3 separate regions of the Mus musculus genome follow, and regions 2 and 3 are each linked to region 1. A link is a contact called in public Hi-C and promoter capture Hi-C data. All regions are on one chromosome and are shown on one strand. The core of a region is the stretch at or near the end of the contact, and the rest is flanking DNA. Distances in the headings are between cores, read along the strand shown. Region 1 holds the start of Simc1 (SUMO-interacting motifs containing 1). Region 2 holds the start of Tmed9 (transmembrane p24 trafficking protein 9). Region 3 holds the start of Fam193b (family with sequence similarity 193, member B).

Region 1 (3,350 bases), core at 223-2,722:
GCTAGTTTTACATCAACTTGTAACAAGCTACAGTGATCTGAGGGAAAGGGACCTCAATCGAAAATGTATAGCCTAAGATCCAGCTGTAAACAAGTCTGTAGGGCATTTCCTCAACTAGTGATTGCAGTGGGAAGACCCAGCCTATTGTGGGTGGAGCCACCCCGGGCTAGTGGTCCTGGTTTCTGTGAGAAAGCAGGTTAAGCAAGCCAGAGGTGGCAAGCCGGTAAAGAAAGCATCGCTTCACCATACGGCCTCTGCACAACCTCTACTTCCAAATTCCTGCCCTGCTTGAATTCTTGTCCTGACTTCTTTAGTATGAACAGCGAAGTGTAAACTAAACCAATTTCTCTCCAAGTTGCTTTGGGTCATGGTGTTTCATCACAGCAACAGTAATCCTAAGACACCTACCTTTGGGTGTAGGAAGACTTCCCAAAGGCAACTTAGAATGAATGAGCACTCAAAATGTGATTTACACGCTTATAGAGTAGCTGACATTGATTTAGGACACATATTAGGAAGAACAGAGAAGGATCCCTTGATTTTTGAAGCCACAGCATGTAGATCATGGTAGGGGTCAGGTCACTAAATTTCTGTGGAGAGTTCTAGAAAGCCAGAGACCACAGATATTTTTATTCCATCACTTCAGGAGCAGGGACAAAGATAAAGAACCGAAGGAAAAACAAAGGTGGGAGTGCCCCGCCCCCTGGCTTTGTATGTGATTCGCATCTGCAAAGCAAAATTAACTGTCCTTCTCCACAACTCAAAAATCGGGGCCCTAGCTCAAGAACTAGGCCCTGCAGCGCAGCCGCCACCATGCCAAGGGCGGCGCTTCCCTCGCTCGCAGCCGGGGCTCCTGTTACCTCCTTGCACACATCTGTGCCCATCATAAGCCAAACAATTACGCGCTCCCGCGCGCCCGCCTCGAGGTCCGGGTGGCGGCTGCGGCCTGGCCAGGACCCCCCACTCCTCCCGCTGCCAAAGCTCTGGAGCCAGCTCGGGCCGGAGGCCACCGCCGGCCACCGCTTGGCAGCTCGCACTGGTGCTCAGTGTGTCGCCCATGTGCTCGGCCGGCTCCGCAGCACAACCCTGTAGGGCTCAGCGCTGGCCAGCCCGAGGCCTGCCTTGCCAGCGGCGCCACCGAGCTCCTCGAGGCCCGAGGCCGCCAAAGGCGGGAAGACACGGCGGCGGGGAGCCAGGGTCGCAACGCTGAGGCCCCGAGGGGGCGACGCTCGGCTCCCGTCGGGCGTGGCGAGCGGCAGTGGATTCACTCACCACGGTTCGGCGGGGCAGCGCGCCGGGGGTCCGAGACAGGGCCCGGCGCAGCCTCCGCGCCCTGCCCGAGCGGGTCCCGGCCGAGCTCTCGGAGCCACTGTCGTCGGAGATCACGATAAAGTCCTCCATGGCTACGGGCCCGGCGGAGCCACGCGCGAGCGGCGAGCGGCCCCGGCGACTCCGACTCCGGTTCCAGCTGCTGAAGCGACTGCAGCGAAGGCGTCGCAGACACCGGGGTTAGTACCCCGCCGGCCCCGCCCCCTCCATTGCCCCGCCCCCACCGCGCCCCGCCTCCAGAGGACCGGTCCCGCTCGGAGCCCCGCCTATCTCGGGGGCAGCCGCGCGCCCGGGTCAGGGCAGTGTCACAGAACCCTGGAGGAGCCAGGCTCCCTTTCCCTCAGAGAAGGAGAGAGAGGGAAGAGAGGGAAAGGGAGGGATAGAACCGAGGGGCTGGGCCGCATGGTCGGCGGGCTTGAAAAACGCTGAGGTTGAGAGGTTGTCCGCCGCCGCTCTCAACCGATCACAGTGGGCAGTGCTGGTGACGAGCCCCTGGCTGCAGGTGTGAGGACTGGAGTGAGCTGATGGAGCCTCTGATAGCGCATTTAATTGACCCGGTAGTGGAGCCTGCACCTGGCAGAAGGAGCAGTGACGCCTTCGGGTTAAAGAAGCCCTGAGGGGCTGAAAAGGGTAACCTGAACCTAGGGTTTTATTGACTGGGGCTTCTGGCTGAGATAAGGGAGAGATACCCACTCTTGTGTGTGCAGGTAAATCCGTGGGATAAATTCCCAGAAGCAGGTTTATTGGATCAAATCTATGTTTTTATTGTTATTTTGACAAATGGTACCAAATTGTCTTAAGTTGTGCCGATTTGCGGTTTCACCAACAATACGTGTCGCAGGAATTTAAACTGTCAGATGTAAGAGTTTGTTGAGTTTCTAGTTGACAGAAACCACTGAAAAGGCACATACAGAGAGCTATGAGGTCCCAGAGTGCCCGTATACTCCAATGCTGTGAGCAAGCAGAAAATATAGGGATAAAATTGTATCCCCATCAGAGGGAAATATGGGTAAGTAGTGAATTCTTTGGTTGTTTTGTTGAAGGGTAGGGACATTAAATCAAAATAGGGCCCATGGCTATTTTAAAAATGTGCAATACTGACAAAACCCTGCTGCTTATGCTCAAGTAACTTCAAAAAATAGAATAATAAAATGTCTTTAACAAAAAGGGGGGAGTTCCTAGAGGCAAAGCTGTTGTGTGCTGTCTAAGCAGCGTGTGATGCAGTGTTTTCTAATCTTTAGTGAACTTCTGAATCAGCCAGAGAGTGTATAATAAAGTTTGCAGGACTACACACCAGTGTTTCTGACTGAGAAACTGAGTTTTGGGAGTGAGCCCCAAATTGGTATTTCTCTCAGGTTTCTAGGTGATATTGACATTGCTTAGAGTCTGGTGAACACACTTGAAGGTTCACTGCTCTGAGTCAGGCATCACGGTGCTTGCCTTGAATCCTAGCTCTTGAAAGGCCAAGGTCAGCCAGGGTGAGAGAAAGGGAGAGGAAGGAGGAGGAAAAGGAGGAGGGGAGAGGGAAAGGGGAGGGAAGGGAAGGAGAGAGATCACTGGCCTGTTGGGCAAATAGCTTGACCACAGGTTTCAGATGTTTTGGTCCAGTGGGTGAATTGTTATAAAGGGATACAGTAAAGTAAGTTTCCTGTAGTGCTATCAAGCATCCATCTCAACACACACACACACAACACACACACACACACACACACACACACACACACACGGAATCTAATCTAGGACTCCATACAGGCTAAGCTATACCCCTGTCTCTTTGACTGTGGTTTTTCTAATCAGTTATCTCTAGCGTCTAACTGCCTCTTGTTCCTCCACTCAGCCCTTAAATCTTTATTTTTTTTTCTTAGTCCTTTGGTTTTTTTTTTAAGCTTTTATTAGATTTTTAAATATTATTTTATACAAATGAGTGTTTTACTTGCATGTATGTTTGTGCACCACACAGATGCCTGGTGCCTTCAGAGTTCAGAAGAGGGCATTGAATCTCCTGGATTTGAAGTTATAGG
Region 2 (3,350 bases), core at 449-2,948, 1.1 Mb before region 1:
ACCAGCATCCCTCCGGCAAAGAGGGAGAACTTGGTGGAATTTGAGTGAAGACAGATCTGGTGCTCACCAGGGGTGTGGGAGGTGAAGGTGAACCTGCCCTCAGAGCCATACTGCCGGGCCAGGATGACCTATAGATAACAGGGAGGATTTCAGTCAGTGATGCTGCCAGGAGACTAGGAAAAAATGGGGATAAAAGCTCTGAGTACCACAAGAGTCTGCAAGGAGAGCCTTGGGCACGTCACAGCACTAAAGGACCCAAGGGTACTCAGCCACAGGCATAAAATGATCGCAACAATCTGGGGCAGGGTTGAAGGGTCTGACATCAGGCTGGCGAGTAACTGCTCCCCAGGCGGAGCTGGCCTGCCTCTACCTTCCAGGGGCAGCATGACCACCATGTTGCTGTTTTGTTTTGTTTTTAGTTTTTGGGGTTTTTTTTTGGTTTTTCGAGACAGGGTTTCTCTGTGTAGTCCTGGCTGTCCTGGAACTCACTTTGTAGACCAGGCTGGCCTCGAACTCAGAAATCCACCTGTCTCTGCCTCCCAAGTGCTGGGATTAAAGGCCACCACCGCCCGGCTGTTTGTTTGTTTTTATGCCTGTTAATTTTTTTAAGTATTTTTTTTTCTTTATTTGTGTGAATGTTAGCATTGGGTGTCCTGAAACTCACTCTGTTGACCAGGCTGGCCTGGAACTCAGAGAGATCCAACTGTCTCTGCCCTCCAAGTGCTGGGATTAAAGGCATGGGCCAGCTTTAAGAGCATTTGCCTGGCTGCAAATGCTCTTCCTTGATGCTCAGCCATCTCTCCAGGCGCTTGGATGAATGGTGATGTCAAAAATAACTTCCACAACTATTCTGATGGTTAGTGACAACAAAACTATTTTGCCTTTTGTCTTTAAAACATTATTTGTCAAAACTGAAAGGTGTTCTGTTTTGTGAAATTAAGGCCTAAACAACAACTTTAGCATTAGCAACTTTTTGGTATCCATCACTGACTGCAATTAATACACTTATCGCTAGAGTAAGTGAGCTTCCATTTCACAGGCTAGGGAAAGCAGCCGAATTGGGGGAGTCACTCAGAGGTCACTGAGAAGTTGTGAACTGAACCTGTCCAGAAACCGCGGCCCAAGTTCCTAGAGAAGATCCGGTATCTTCCCACAACACCAACTAAAATTCTCGATCGAACAGATAAGGAAACTAACAAAGAAGTACCGGAGCGGGTAAGGGCCAGCTTACCTTGTCCTCGGGGTCTTTTACCTCTACGAACATGCCAAGCCCAGGGGTGGCTGGCTGGTACTCCTCCCGCTGTTTGTCATACAGCTGCGTCCGGTAATTTCCTGGAGACAGGCGGAAAAAGGAAGATGAAATAAGCTCGAAGAGGTGCGGGGTTCGCGGCCAGGCTAGCTACCCGGAACAGGTCGCATCCCCCTCCGCCCCAGGACCACTGACTTGTCCCAAACGCTTCCCTGCGCCCCCGCACCGATGACCATGGTCTCGTCCGGAATCTCCTCAATGAAGCACTTCTTTTCTGTTTCTCCGATGTGGAAATACAGCGCGCTTCCGCGGGCTGCAAGCCACAGCAGTAGCAGGAAGGCCCGCATCCCTCTCCCCAGCAAGAGACCCGGTGAGCTTCCGACAACCCGCACGCCTCGCACCGCAGCCATCTTGCCCCACCTGCCTGCGCAGGCGCAGACTGCCGAGCCACGTAGCCCAGCGGAGGCCACCGCAGTGCCTGCCGGGACTGCGAGTTCCGCCGCATGGACTACAAGTCCCTAGATACACCACGCCTCCGCGCGGCAGTACCTGATTGGGGCTGGTTTCTGCAAGCTGAGGACTGGGGTCTCCAAAATGGAAGGATTTTCTTCGGTTTAGCCAAATAGCGAGATGACTGATAATAGTTGTCAGCCTGCGCAACATATAAGCGGAGGCAAGGTTCGAACCTGTTTCACCCAATAGTAATACAACTCTCCCTCTTGCCCATCCTCTCCCCATCCCTCTTTACTTTTATTTGATTTGACACAGGGTCTTGCTATGTTGCTTTGCCTCACTGGAATTTACAATGCAAACTCCCCCCGGCCTGAAATTTGTAGGGATCTTTCTGACTCTTAAGGTTGGGATATAAGGTGCACACAACACTATGTTCAGCCATCCTACTCTCGGTTACTATTTGCACTGTCTATTCTTTCCCACTCATATCATTACTTTATATTCCAAAATGAACCTCTTAGGGGCAACATGCAATTAGATCATGCCTTTTGAACGCCATCTTGCCAAGTTCTACCTTTTAATTGTAGGGTTTATGCCACTTACATTTAATTTAATCATTAATAAGATTTATAACTATCATTGTGTTGTTTATGTATGTCTTGTGTTTGTTGTTCACCAATACCTTTGTCTGTACTAAGTAGATACATTGTGGCATCTTTTTTTTTTTTTTTCTTGAGACAGTCTAACTATGTAGCCCTGCCTGGCTCTGACCTTGATAGGTAGACCATGTTGGTATCTCTCTAAACTCCACCCCCACAGTTCCTGGCAGAAGCCAAGTATGCTCCGCCCCACAGTTACCTGGCAACAGTCAGGTAGTCCTGGCTCTATAAAAGGGGCTGCTTGGCCCCTCCTCTCTCTCTTACTCTCTTACTCTCTTGCCTCTTTCCCTTTGCTCTTTATTCCCTTCCCCTCTCTCTTCACGTCGCCATGGCCAGCCCCTACTTCTTTACTCTCTCCTTCTCTCTGCCTCTGCTACTCTCTTAACTGCCTTCCCCATGCCCTAAATAAACTATTCTATACTATACCAGTGTGGTCTGGTCCCTCAGGGGGAAGGGATGCCTTGGCATGGGCCCACTAAGGCAACCTCTTCCCCCACACCCCGCCAGAACATATTCTTATAGCTCGCTCTCTTTTTATGATCACAACAGACCAGGCTGTCCTTCTTGATCTTATAGAGCTCTGTCTACCTCTGCCTCCCTAGTGCTGGGATTAAATTAATCTCTTCATGCTTGTAGGGTTGATAAAGGATACACATTCCTCTCTAGGCTTTGGATTGATAGAGATAAGGAAAGCCCACACAGGCAAGAAGAGGGAGTCCCACATTGTAGCTGAGACAAGAATGCATGGAACTTTTACTGAACAGGCTCATAGTGCAGAGAGATTCCAGAGATCAGGAGATCCAGAGGGCAGCACAGAAATGCTGATGAGGAGAAATTGCAGAATAGCTAGATCTCATCTCCCTTCCAGGCCTCTGGGGTATAGGAGGTCTCAATGAAGCACTTGTACAGATTGTAGAGCTCAAACAATTTCCTCTATAATCCATGAGAACCAGCAGCTACAGTGGCAGAAGTGGCCAGTCTGATCTGCC
Region 3 (3,350 bases), core at 603-3,102, 1.1 Mb before region 1:
AAACATCATGACCAAGAAGCAAGTTGGGGAGGAAAGGGTTTATTCAACTTATACTTCCACATTGCTGTTTTTCACCAAAGGATGTCAGGACTGGAACTCAAGCAGGTCAGGAAGCAGGAACTGATGCAGAGGCCATGGAGGGGTGCTGCTTACTGGCTTGCTCTTTTATAGAACCCAAAACTACCAGGCCTGGCATGGCACCACCCACAGTGGGCCCTTTCACCCTAGATCACTAATTGAGAAAATGTCTTACAGCTGGATCTCATGGAGGCATTTCCTCACCTGAAGCTCCTTTCTCTGTGATAACTCCAGCTTGTGTCAAGTTGACACACAAGTACACGTATGCGCGCGCGCGCGTACACACACACACACACACACACACACACACACACACACACACAGAAATGTTGGGCCTGAGGTCACACAAATAATGAGGCACAGGCCGCCACAATCCAAAGTCAAACAAAAGCAGCTTTTATTCACCAAGGGAAACTCTCACCAAGAGATCTAGCTGGACTAGAGATGCAGTTAGGCTCGGGAGCTGAAGCAATGAGCCCAAGAAGTGGGCTCACAGGCCTTTTAAAGCAGAAAACCACAACCAGGTATGAAGTGGAAGATTAGGGTGAGGGTCTAGGCAACCTTTACCATGGTTGGTTGTGGTTAGGGGGCTTTCCAGAGGTCCTGGTTCCTGATTGGTCTGTGGTGGCCCCTAGGTATTCCAGGGAAAGAAGGGTGGCAACTGTTTCAGGATCTTGGAGAAAAGGCCAGATGTTCCTCCCCTTCCCTGAGTGGTAGACTCTAGAACATTTGTGGTTTTTCTTGGAATTGGGGCCATGCAAAACGGAGGACAGACTTCAAGATGGAGCAAGTTAGGCCAAAGAAGTTTAACCCAGTCCCACCGACACACACACATACACACACATACCTATTAAAACAATAAGATAAATAGAGCAATTTTTAAAAATTGATTTACTTCTTGGTAGTCAAAGTTTCAGATTTTGTTCTGATTGATGTTATCAATATAAATTCCACGTGTAACTACTAAAAAGTTCCAGTTTCACTCGACAAGGCATAAGACAGCATTGGAAACTTAAAAAAAAAATACATATATTTTTTTGTTCCATGTGCCTGAATTTTTCTCCCCCTGTGGGAAGAAAATGGGTGGAGATGACATATTAACAACTAAAATGCTGAGCTATTAAAACATTTCTAATTTTGCTTTGTGGGTTAAAGACCTCTCTCGCACATACCACTTAAAAAAAAAAAAAAACATTGCCAGAGTATGTGCTTTAATCATTTCATCCTTGTCACGCCGATCCTATTATCTATTTAAGTGACCCCCTTCCCCATCAGCCTCAAGAACGACCTGAGTCTGGGTCCTGCAGTTCTGAGCACAGAACGTGGGGCTCCCAGTAAACGACAAGTAAAGACCTGCCTATTCTTTCGCCTCAGGCTGACCACAGGTGTGGTGGGATGATATCTAGGAATCTATGGTAGGCATTTTGCAGCCAGTGCTTGTCCATTGCAAAATGGGAATAATTCGTACCTGTTTCCAAGTGATTTAGGGAGGAGCCAAGAGATGAGCGTGAAAAGTTCGCAGCAAAAAGATTAGTAACTCACTCATTATTTAATGGATAATTAAGCTCCTAGGCCCGCTATTACAGAGCCCAATGTGTTTCTCCAGCCGATCGCAGCCTTTCGGACTAGTGCTTAGGACAGGATCTCGCCCGGGGCTGGTCTCCTGCGAAGCCCAGCGAGGTGGCCTTATTAAAAATGGCGCTGGCGGCTTCCGTGGCGACTGCGGCGGCGCGGACTGAGTGTGCCCTCTGACCTGTTGGCAGCAGGCGGGGAGGGGCGCCGGGCGCCGCCATATTGGCTGTTGTCCTGTGAGGGGAGCGGCGGCGGCGGCGGCGGCGGCGGCGGCGGCGGCGGCGGCGGAGGCGCGAGAGGAGCCAGCGAGCGGGGGAGCGGCGCAAGAGGCAGCATGACTCGGAGGCGGAGCAGGCCAAGCGGCGGCGCGGGCCGGCGGGAGCGGGCGCGGGCCGCGGGGCTGCAGAAGCCCCAGGCGCCCGAGCCGCAGCCGCCGCCGCCGAGCCTGGAAGCGGGAGCCGGTGCAGGGCCCCCGGAGGTGCCCGCCGAGCTGGATTGCGACGGTCCCCGAGAGGAAGAAGAGCCCAAGCTGGCTCCAGGCCCTCAGGTAGGATCGAGCAAAACGACTCCGACTGCCGGGCTGCTTACACCTCCCCAGAGCGGGAGCGGGAGTGGGGCGGGAGTGGGCATGGACCATACTGTGGGTCTGGGACCAAATCCCAAGTCCGGGGCAGATGCTTTCAACCCGCTTGCCGGGAGTGGAAGCTGGACCCCTCTCCAAAGCCAAAGCTCAGCCAACCCTCTTGCGACCCTTGTAAAGCTACCCGTTCAGGCCCTGCTCCGGAGCTAAATCTTCTGACCATTTATGCTCTCTGGGACTCGCTCAGGTCCCGAGACCACCGCTTAGTTCTCTGCCCTCCACTTCCCTTTGGAGCCACCTGATTCCCCCCTATCCCCTAGCCCCTAAAAGACCATCATCTCAGGGCGCTGGAACCTGCAAGGCTGCAGCCTCTGTGCGCCCCTCCACCCCCGCCCCCAGCAGCTTCATCCCTTCCCCTGCACGGTCTGCAGCCGCTACCCTCAACAGCTGTACCTCTCTGCATCTGCCTTCCGGGACCTCTCTCCTTTCCCTACCCAGCAGAACAGTTGGCGGCCCCAAAGACTGTTAGAATAACTCCACTAAAGAGGAAACCCTTGTTCTCCTCCTATCTCCTGTCCCATAAGGAGCCCCCACTCCCACCTCCAACCCCCGCCAGTCCACTAGTTTGGTGAATCCTGCGAGACTAAGAGTATTTGGGAGGATTCTCGGAAGCTTCCAGCTTGCCACCTGGAAGGTCACTTTCTTTTGAGCAAAAAGGAGCAAACAGGAGAGGCGGGGGTGGCGTGGGCCACAGTTGCTCAGGGAGGGTTGTGGCACCCGGGGCTGGGTGGCTCACCCTAAGCTTGCTCTGACAAAAGAGTTTTGAGTTGGTTTTTTGGCTGAGCCTGCCAAGGAAGGCAGGCCCCTGCAGGAGTCTTGGAGGGTCGGATGCAGCGCCCGGATGAGGACGAGGCGTGGCGGAAGATGCGTTTGGCTCTGCAGACACTGCATCGGGCAGCAGGGGACTCTGGGAGGCTGGTGCAGCCTGAAGGCATGGCTCTTGACAGCCTTCTAGTAGAATCTCTGGAATTGTGCATGTGAGTGGGGATGCCATTTGGGGTACCATTCCTGGAACGCTTTCCCTGACCTCCCCAGTTAAACCAAGTGCCCCCTCTGTGCC

What was found. Promoter capture Hi-C pulls out the DNA fragments that hold promoters and counts their contacts. A called contact is a pair of places that touch in the nucleus more often than the background predicts.
Region 2: a contact with region 1 is called in a Hi-C map of B cells, with 10 read pairs. The contact joins the promoter of Tmed9 here to the promoter of Simc1 in region 1. A contact is called at or near these places in 1 of 39 promoter capture datasets (pre-B cells) and 1 of 484 Hi-C or Micro-C datasets (B cells).
Region 3: a contact with region 1 is called in a promoter capture Hi-C map of pre-B cells, with 2.4 times the contacts expected there. The contact joins the promoter of Fam193b here to the promoter of Simc1 in region 1.

What each region holds. Positions count from the first base shown.
Region 1 is chr13:54,501,927-54,505,276 of GRCm38.p6, reverse strand. It overlaps Simc1 (SUMO-interacting motifs containing 1), which reads right to left and starts at 1,472. Exons shown (of 10, transcript NM_176987.4): 1 at 1,273-1,472. The coding sequence starts at 1,401. LOC115486438 (a long non-coding RNA gene) reads left to right here and starts at 963. Exons shown (of 3, transcript NR_168901.1): 1 at 963-1,508.
Region 2 is chr13:55,591,483-55,594,832 of GRCm38.p6, reverse strand. It overlaps Tmed9 (transmembrane p24 trafficking protein 9), which reads right to left and starts at 1,698. Exons shown (of 5, transcript NM_026211.3): 1 at 1,476-1,698; 2 at 1,232-1,332; 3 at 3-128. The coding sequence starts at 1,659.
Region 3 is chr13:55,569,622-55,572,971 of GRCm38.p6, reverse strand. It overlaps Fam193b (family with sequence similarity 193, member B), which reads left to right and starts at 1,852. Exons shown (of 11, transcript NM_145382.4): 1 at 1,852-3,267. Gm31364 (a long non-coding RNA gene) reads right to left here and starts at 1,876. Exons shown (of 2, transcript XR_873486.2): 1 at 1,547-1,876.